Linked DNA regions of Ovis aries: region 2 is linked to region 1. A link is a contact called in public Hi-C data. All regions are on one chromosome and are shown on one strand. The core of a region is the stretch at or near the end of the contact, and the rest is flanking DNA. Distances in the headings are between cores, read along the strand shown.

Evidence for each region. A called contact is a pair of places that touch in the nucleus more often than the background predicts.
Region 2: a Hi-C map of blood shows a contact between it and region 1, with 4 times the contacts expected there. The contact joins the promoter of TMA16 here to the enhancer-like site in region 1. A contact is called at or near these places in 9 of 16 Hi-C or Micro-C datasets (blood, mesenteric adipose tissue, mixed tissues and 4 more).

What each region holds. Positions count from the first base shown.
Region 1 is chr6:2,344,454-2,348,264 of ARS-UI_Ramb_v3.0, reverse strand. The region is part of intron 4 of MARCHF1 (membrane associated ring-CH-type finger 1); the gene reads right to left. Among named protein-coding and RNA genes, the nearest start is that of TMA16, 43 kb to the left of the region's middle. Within about 2 kb of position 1,909, at least 1 of the 54 cell types and tissues checked has an H3K27ac peak or open chromatin away from gene starts, as enhancers often do.
Region 2 is chr6:2,387,474-2,391,284 of ARS-UI_Ramb_v3.0, reverse strand. TMA16 (translation machinery associated 16 homolog) reads left to right here and starts at 1,817. Exons shown (of 7, transcript XM_060417506.1): 1 at 1,817-2,691. The coding sequence starts at 2,524. LOC132659991 (a long non-coding RNA gene) reads right to left here and starts at 1,759. Exons shown (of 3, transcript XR_009601117.1): 1 at 1,454-1,759.

The DNA of each region.
Region 1 (3,811 bases), core at 660-3,159:
ATCTGCAGTCTTCTCCTTAACTAGTTTTAATGATAATACTGACTGTGAGTAAACATGGATGATACATGAGCTGTATTTGTGTAAACACTTTGTTTCAATTTATCTGATGCAAGGTCAAGCTCTTTATGTTTTTGAGAAACAAATCCTAGAAAGAAACATTGGAGGATATTCAGTCCAACTTAGTCAACAAATGAGAAAAAGTAAGCTTTAGAGTGATTATTTTATTCACGATAACTAGTGCCTGACCAAGCCAGAACTAGACTGTGGGGGGCCTTCCAATCATTAGCCAAAGTAGGCGTTTACCACTTTGAGGTCATTAACAAAACAGCATGTATAGTTATGTTAAAAAGGAATGTTTAAACAACAGTGCTGAAAAGGAAAATATTAAATGGATGTCAGGGAAGTGATTTTTAAGATGCTCTTAAAGCAGATGTTCACAGCCAGTAGGGAGGTGCAGTCCACCCCTGGGTGTTCATGGAGGCTTGTGAGGGAGTCAGAAGTAAACAAAATCAATTTGCGACACTAGTCCCTCATTCCTATGCATTTAAATGGTCCTGGAGCAGCCTTAACTCTGCACCTACAGTCTCTTTCATAGATAACATGAATTGCTTCATTTTCTTGGCCTTATTTTTGTGATTTGTTTTCAGCACACAGATAGTACCCTGAAGCTTTCTTCTAGAATATGTAAAGATAAAGCAGGGGGAGTAACTGTTCCCCCAAATTAGAGTTGACAACATGGATAATTTAGGATGTTAAAGTTTCAAGTACCATGTGTTTTTGTTTTTGCCTTTTTCATCACAGGAAATAGAGAGGAATCTGGAGCATGATGCATATTTAGGCTAAAAGGACAGTCACTCAATATACAAAGGACTTTTTCCTGACAGTCTTGTTATTACAGCTCAGAAGATGTTGCTGTTTTATATTCAACTTCCATTCTGGTTAAAGAAGGGCAATTTGTTCTTCTTCAAAGGTTTTTGAAGGTTTTCAAGATGGATTTTAAATATTTTAACTTTTAAATTATGCAGGTTTTTTTCCCCAAAACTTTAAAAGCCAGTTCAGGATCAGTTCTCACAGTTCCAATGCCAAAGGAAGATTAATAACAACTCACAAAGATGTCTACACCACCTGATAATGTGTACTTTGGGAAGTCAGGTGTTACATACAATTTGAACACAAATACAGAGAGCCTTTTACAAAAAAGAAAAAAAAAAAAAAACTTTTACAAAAGTCACCTCGGTCCCACTTGAAATTACTGTCCCTCTAGCCAGTGACTCTGTAGGAATAACTACGGAGTCTGGTTCATGATAAAGATCTTGCTTCCTAATTCAAAAAGTCTGAACACCAAAGATAAAAGCTATCTCATTTTCACTTGTTTTTAAGAAACTGAAAATAATGTTTACAAGTATATGGTAGAAAACTGACCTTATATACCATGTGTATAAATATTGATAGATAGATACAGGTGTTGGAAAGCTGATCTTTGATTACCATGCATCATTTTCTGTTGGGAAATATGGCTGATAACCCTGGGTGATAGTCCACTGGAGACTGTGGTATGAAATCCTGCATCTACCCAGAACTGAGAAAGGGAAAAAATATTTTGCAGAAAAAGTCTAAAGAAAAGAAAAAAGTAGAAAAGCTTATATACAAAGAATTCACCCTCCTACATGACTGGGTCCCTTGTTGGGCTCCAGATACAGTGCTCAGCACCTGGGATGTGCTGGTGAGCAAGACAGACATGCTGACCCCGTCAAAACTCAGACTATTAAATGCGCAATCACAACAGGGTGTGGGACGTCTCCTGGGGCCAGAGCTTCTCAGCCTGACTGCACAAGAGGATCATGTAAGGGCTAATTAAGTGTAAACCTCTGGGAATTGAGCTCGACGCTTTGTGGTGGTGCAGACGCTGCACAGGTGATTCGATGGGCAGCCAGGCTGGGGTGGCGGAGGATGTGCAGGAGCACGTGTTCCCCATGCTCAGAGAGTGTCAGCGTCACACGTCTTGCTGGGCTCCACCCTCAGAATCTCTGAGTCACAGGCCCAGCGTGGGGAGAGGCAGGAGTCTGCCTTTCTAACAAGCACTCAGGTGATGTTCATGCTGTGGGCTTGGGGACTGCATTCTGAGAGTTGCTGAGGTAGTAGAAATTATTCTATCTCAGGGAGCTGATCTGGGTTTCTGGGAGGGAGTGAAATTTAAAGTCAACTTAAGGGACAAGGAAGTATGTGATGACGCATGAGCATGAGAGTTGGTGTGCAGAGTGGACACAAAAAGCTGGGAGGAAATGTGTCCCCGAGACAGAGGAGCAGAGCAGCTCTGGGAGCAGGTCTGGGGGTGAACCAGTGTTCAGCATAGCTGGCTTCAGCCAGGCCATGGGGTCAGCATAGCTCCTTGCCAGAGTCCGGGATGTGTTTTGAGAGTCATGAATAAGCAGGGACAGAATGTGGTCAGATTTTTGTTTGAACTTGCTGTGATTATGTTTCTGGACATGTGTTGAAGGTAGGCAAACTAGAGAAAGTCTTGCAAGGAGCAGCTGCAGTTTTGGAGTAAAAGAGATGCTACTACCTGGGTGTAGCAGTGGGGAGGGAGAGATACAGATTTCAGAGGCCTGCGGGGCAAACTAAATAAATAGGACTTGGTGACTGATGTAAGCTGGAAGTGAAGGGGAGGAGACGGCAATGAAAGCCAGGTTGCATTTTGTTACTAGGGGTTAGCAGTGTCATCGCCATAGTGGTCAGAGTGGGAAGTGGTGGAAGGGTTAGGAGTTTGGACACACTAGTCTGGGTGCCTGGGAGACCTTTAAATGGAGAGGTCGGGAGGCAGGCAGATGTCTGGTTGGAGATCCGGGGAAGGGCGTTACCGACACAGAAACAATATCTGGGGACAAAAGGACACCCAGGAGGACTCGAGAGGGACAGAAACAGGAGACCTGGGTCACGGGTTTCAGGGCTGAAGCCGACAGTCATATCCAACGGGAAATAAACAAACACTATCCGCTCACATGTCCCAGAAATGGGATTGAGGAAATGAGTTAAGAGAGAACTGCATGCAGTCTGCATGTGGATGACATGAGGGTCATCCTCCTGTTCATCTCCTTCCCCTTCCTTGTGGCTGGGCGACCCCACGGGGGAGACCCTGCAGGCTGAGACAGCGGACCTGAGCAGGGTGATCACTGGGACCCTGAGTCAGACTTCAGGCTAGCTTCGGTCCAGCTTGCAGGTCTGCTCTAGCCCGCGAGGAAGCCCTCCGTCCCTGAGGCCGTAGGGGACGGTGAGATGGTGCAGGGACAGAGCGCGCCTCTGTTCTCACATGCACGCGCACACACACACACACACACAACTGCAAGGTCTGCAGAACGGCCAGTGCCGGCAACCATGGAGGACATGGGCTTAAACAAATTTTCTCTGAGGGGAGCGATGGGGAGAAAGGATAGTTAGGGGGTTGGGGAAAGTCATGTACGCACTGCTACATTTAAAATGGATAACCAACAAGGACTCACTGTATATCACAGGGAACTCTGTTCAGTGTTTTGTGGCACCCTGGATGGGAGGGGAATTTGGGGGATATGTATATGTATGGCTGAGTACCTTTTCTGTCCACCTGAAACTATTACAACATTGTTCATCATCTATATATCCCCAGTATAAAGTTAAAAGTTAAAAGAAATCTCTGAAGCTTCCCAGGTGGCACTAGTGGTAAAGAAGCTACCTCCCAATGCAGGAAGCATAAAAGACAAGGGTTCCATGTCTGATTTAGGAAGGTCTCCTGGAGAAGGAAATGGAAACCCACTCCAATATTCTTGCCTGGAGAGTC
Region 2 (3,811 bases), core at 568-3,067, 43 kb before region 1:
AGAAGTAGGGTGTAAACACTATGGGTTAACTGTTCTCAGCAGAATAATACTTCCAGAGTACATACTGCAAGTCTGCCCTTGATTGTGTAGCTTCATGCACAATGCACTTTCACACACTTAAAAGCATTGCCCCAAGATTCATGGATCCTGTGGTCACCCACTCTTGGTTACAATTTAGTTTTAAATGGCTATATTTGTTGATTAAATACATGAACCTGTGCAAACATATCTAACAAACACACCAAACTTCACTATGTCTGTAGCTCCTTGCCACTGTCTGGTTTTCTCCTTTAATTCAGGTGACAAGAGTCTCTCCTTGACCAAATTCTACTTAGGTTCTTCTGAACTCATTTTTCAACTAGGCCTGGAATTTTGGCTTTCCTATTCTTACCTGATTGTTCAGTTTTAGTAGGGAAGTCAGTTTAGACAGAATCCCCAATCCTCCATATCTGGTCAACCTCCGCATCTATTAATATCAGGTGAAGGCTGATTACACCAGCCTGCCTATTTCCAGGTTGGGCTTCCCAGATGGCGCTAGTGGTAAAGAACTCAACTGCCAGTGCAGGTTAGACGGAAGAGACCTAGGTTCCTTCCCTGGGTCGGCATGATCCTCTGGAGGAGGCCGCGGGTAACCGACTCCAGTATTCTTGCCTGGAGAATCCCAAGGACAAAGGAGCATAGTGGACTGCAATACATAGGGTCACACAGAGTCGGACACAACTGAAGCAACTTAGCACCTACGCCATCAGGTTGGTGTAGCCAGAACACACCGTTATAACCTTAATGTTTCCTCATAGTACTTTCCATCCACCAACCCCGACTCTGCTCCTTGGCTATAAATTCCCACTTGTCCACGTATATTAAGAGTAGATCTCTCCCCCATTGTGGTGATCCTTACACAGAGGAGAAATCTCTTGAGTAAAGTTTGTCTTAACTTCCCCTGGGCTTCCCTGGTGGCTCAGCTGGCAAAGAATCCGCCTGCAATGCGGGAGACCTGGATATGATCCCTGAGTTAGGAAGATCCCCTGGAGAAGGGAAAGGCTACCCACTCCAGTATTCTGGCCTGGAGAATTCCATGGACTGTATAGCCCACGGAGTCGCAAAGAGTCGGACACGACTGAGTAACTTTCATTTCACTTCACTTCACTTCCGTTAGTAAGTGTCTTGAAAATTTTGCCTTGAACATAGGTCTCTGTTCAACTCTTTCAAAAGTGGATTTCTGAGACCACCACGCCTAAAACAACTTCTCTGCCTTAATTTCAACTTTATTTTTTAGAATACTAACACTACTGGAAACAATATGAATTGATAGGGTTTTGTTTTGTGGATTTTTTTTTTTCCCTCCACATTCTGCCTTGAAATATGAGCGGAGCAAGGGCATGGAAATAGTTTGTCCGTTCCCAAAGCCTTGCACACAATTTGCTGAATGAATATAATGTCCATGGAATCCTACCAAGTACAGATGGAACGAAGACACATCCTGAGAACACAGAAAAAGCAGGTGAGAGGAAGTCTCGAGTGTGCAGACGGGACTCTCACTGGTGAGGACAGAGCCTCGGGGGAGCCTCGCTCCGGCAGCCGGGAGGCGCAGACGGCAGGCCTGCGCTGGGCGGAAGCCTAGAGCCGCCTCGTCGGAAGAGGCTGTGTGGTCTTGGATCTGAGCGCAGGGCAGACGCCTGAGAGCCTACGTTTCCCTCGGCACCGGAGAGCGCCCGACTGACGCGTCAGTCTCCTGCGGCTCACAAAGACCGGGGTCTTGTTTCCCGGGACGTTTCAGGAAAGAGCACTCGCCCTCCCGCTTCCGGTCGAGTCGCGCGGCTTCTTCCGCCCCTCGTGTGTTTGGCGGGACTCGCCGCGCGACGGGCCGTCAGGTGCTGGCGTGTGCAGTCTGAGTTCCGGAGACTCGCACCGTGCGAACGTCGCCATGGTGGGTTCCCCCAGGTTCCTAGAAGGCCCGGTCAGTGCCGGGTCGGGGAGGCGGGCCGGCGTCGGGCGGCTGGGAGCGGGTAGGGAGTGAGAACGGGGGGTGGGGCGGGCGAGTGCTCCGCGCGGTCGGGTCTCTGGTCGGGGCCCTGCGTGGCTCCGCCCCCGGCCCGCGGGATTGCGTGAGGCTCCGCCCGGCCGCTCCTCAGCGGGTGGGGCGGGGGACGCAGGGGACGCGGCTGAACTGAGAGCAGCTGCCGCGGCGCGATCGCCTGGCCTCGGGTCCGTTCCCCGCCTTCCCGCCAGTGACCACTCCCACCCCAGGCCCCGCCTCCGCGCCTTAAGTATAAAGGTCAACTGTATAAGGAATTCCCGTTTACTACTTACTATAAGAAATCCCCGTTCCCCTCCTTGAATCTGTGTCCCCATGAGCCACTTAGAGGAAACCAGTATCCAAATTCTGCTTGCTTGTCTTTATACTTACCGCTTGTTTGTATTCCAGAGCTGCTCTTTCTTGCTTTTTTCGCTTCTGTTCTTGAGAATATTTCTTGAATACGAACATGCTGCTGCTGCTAAGTCGCTTCAGTCGTGTCCGACTCTATGACCCATCAGGCTCCGCTGTCCCTGGGATTCTCCAGACAAGAACACTGGAGTGGGTTGCCATTTCCTTCTCCAGTGCGTGAAAGTGAAGTCGCTCAGTCGTGTCCGACTCTTCGCTGTCCCATGGACTGCAGCCCACCAGGCTCCTCCGTCCGTGGTATTTTCCAGGCAAGAGTACTGGAGTGGGGTGCCATTGCCTTCTCTGAACATGGTTTTTAAATATTCATTTTTCAGTTTCTAACGAAAACAACGACATAGAAAGTTTATAGTGTGGCAGAAAGTTATCTGGCCTCAGTGTCGTTACTCCCTTTTAATTTTTTTTCTCCTTTTCATTGTATTTTCATTTTTCACGTCAGTTTTTGCTTCAGGCTATACGTTTGTGTAAATTCAGTCTTTTTTACGTATCAGTATGTGCGATTGCCAGCTCTTCATAATTTTCTAGCCTAACTACTGTTAGTAGTTGGATTGTGTGTTCGTGATTGGGGGTGTTCATTAACATTTGACTGTAGTTGTCCTTGACTGTCAGAACTTCACTTTTGTCATGCTGTACAGTAGGAGTATGTTGCCTTATGAGTCAAGGAATATAAATCTGTTCTCACTGGCACGTTTCCTGGCCTGTCGTTTTTCTGGTGCATCAGTAGTGTCTCTGTTGCATCCTGTCTTGAATTTAAACTCAGCTTGGAGCTGGAGGTTTTTCCATCTGTACATTTGTATCAGTTACTCTATAAAATTCTTTCCTACAGTTCAGAATGTGGGCAGTGGAGTCCTGGAAGATGTTTGGCACCTGTCTTTGCTAAATTATGGTCTTGATGAAGTTACTTAACCCCTCTAAAACTCAGTTATCCTGTTAAGTTGGAGTAATCATAGTGTCTACCTCGTAGAATTATGAAAATTAAGTGTAAACAGCTTAGCCCAGTGTCTAGTGCTTAGTGAATGTTAGTTATTGCAGTTACCTTTAGTAATAGTAGAGGTACCTGATGGTCATGTGTATATATTGTTTGGAAAAGTGTCTACTCATGTCCTTTGCCCAGTTTTTAATTAGATTTTTGTTGTTGTTGTTATTGTATGAATTCCTTTTATATTTTGGATACTAACTCCTGATCAGGTAGGTGATTTTGCCAATATTTTCTTCCAACTCCTGTAGGTTCCTTTTTATTTTGTTGATCATTTCTTTTGCTCTGCAGAAGCTTTTTCATTTGATGTAGTCCTACTTGCTTATTTGGGGGTTTGTTGCTTATGCCTTTGGTTTCATACCCAAACAGTCATTGCTGACTGTTAAGAAACTTTT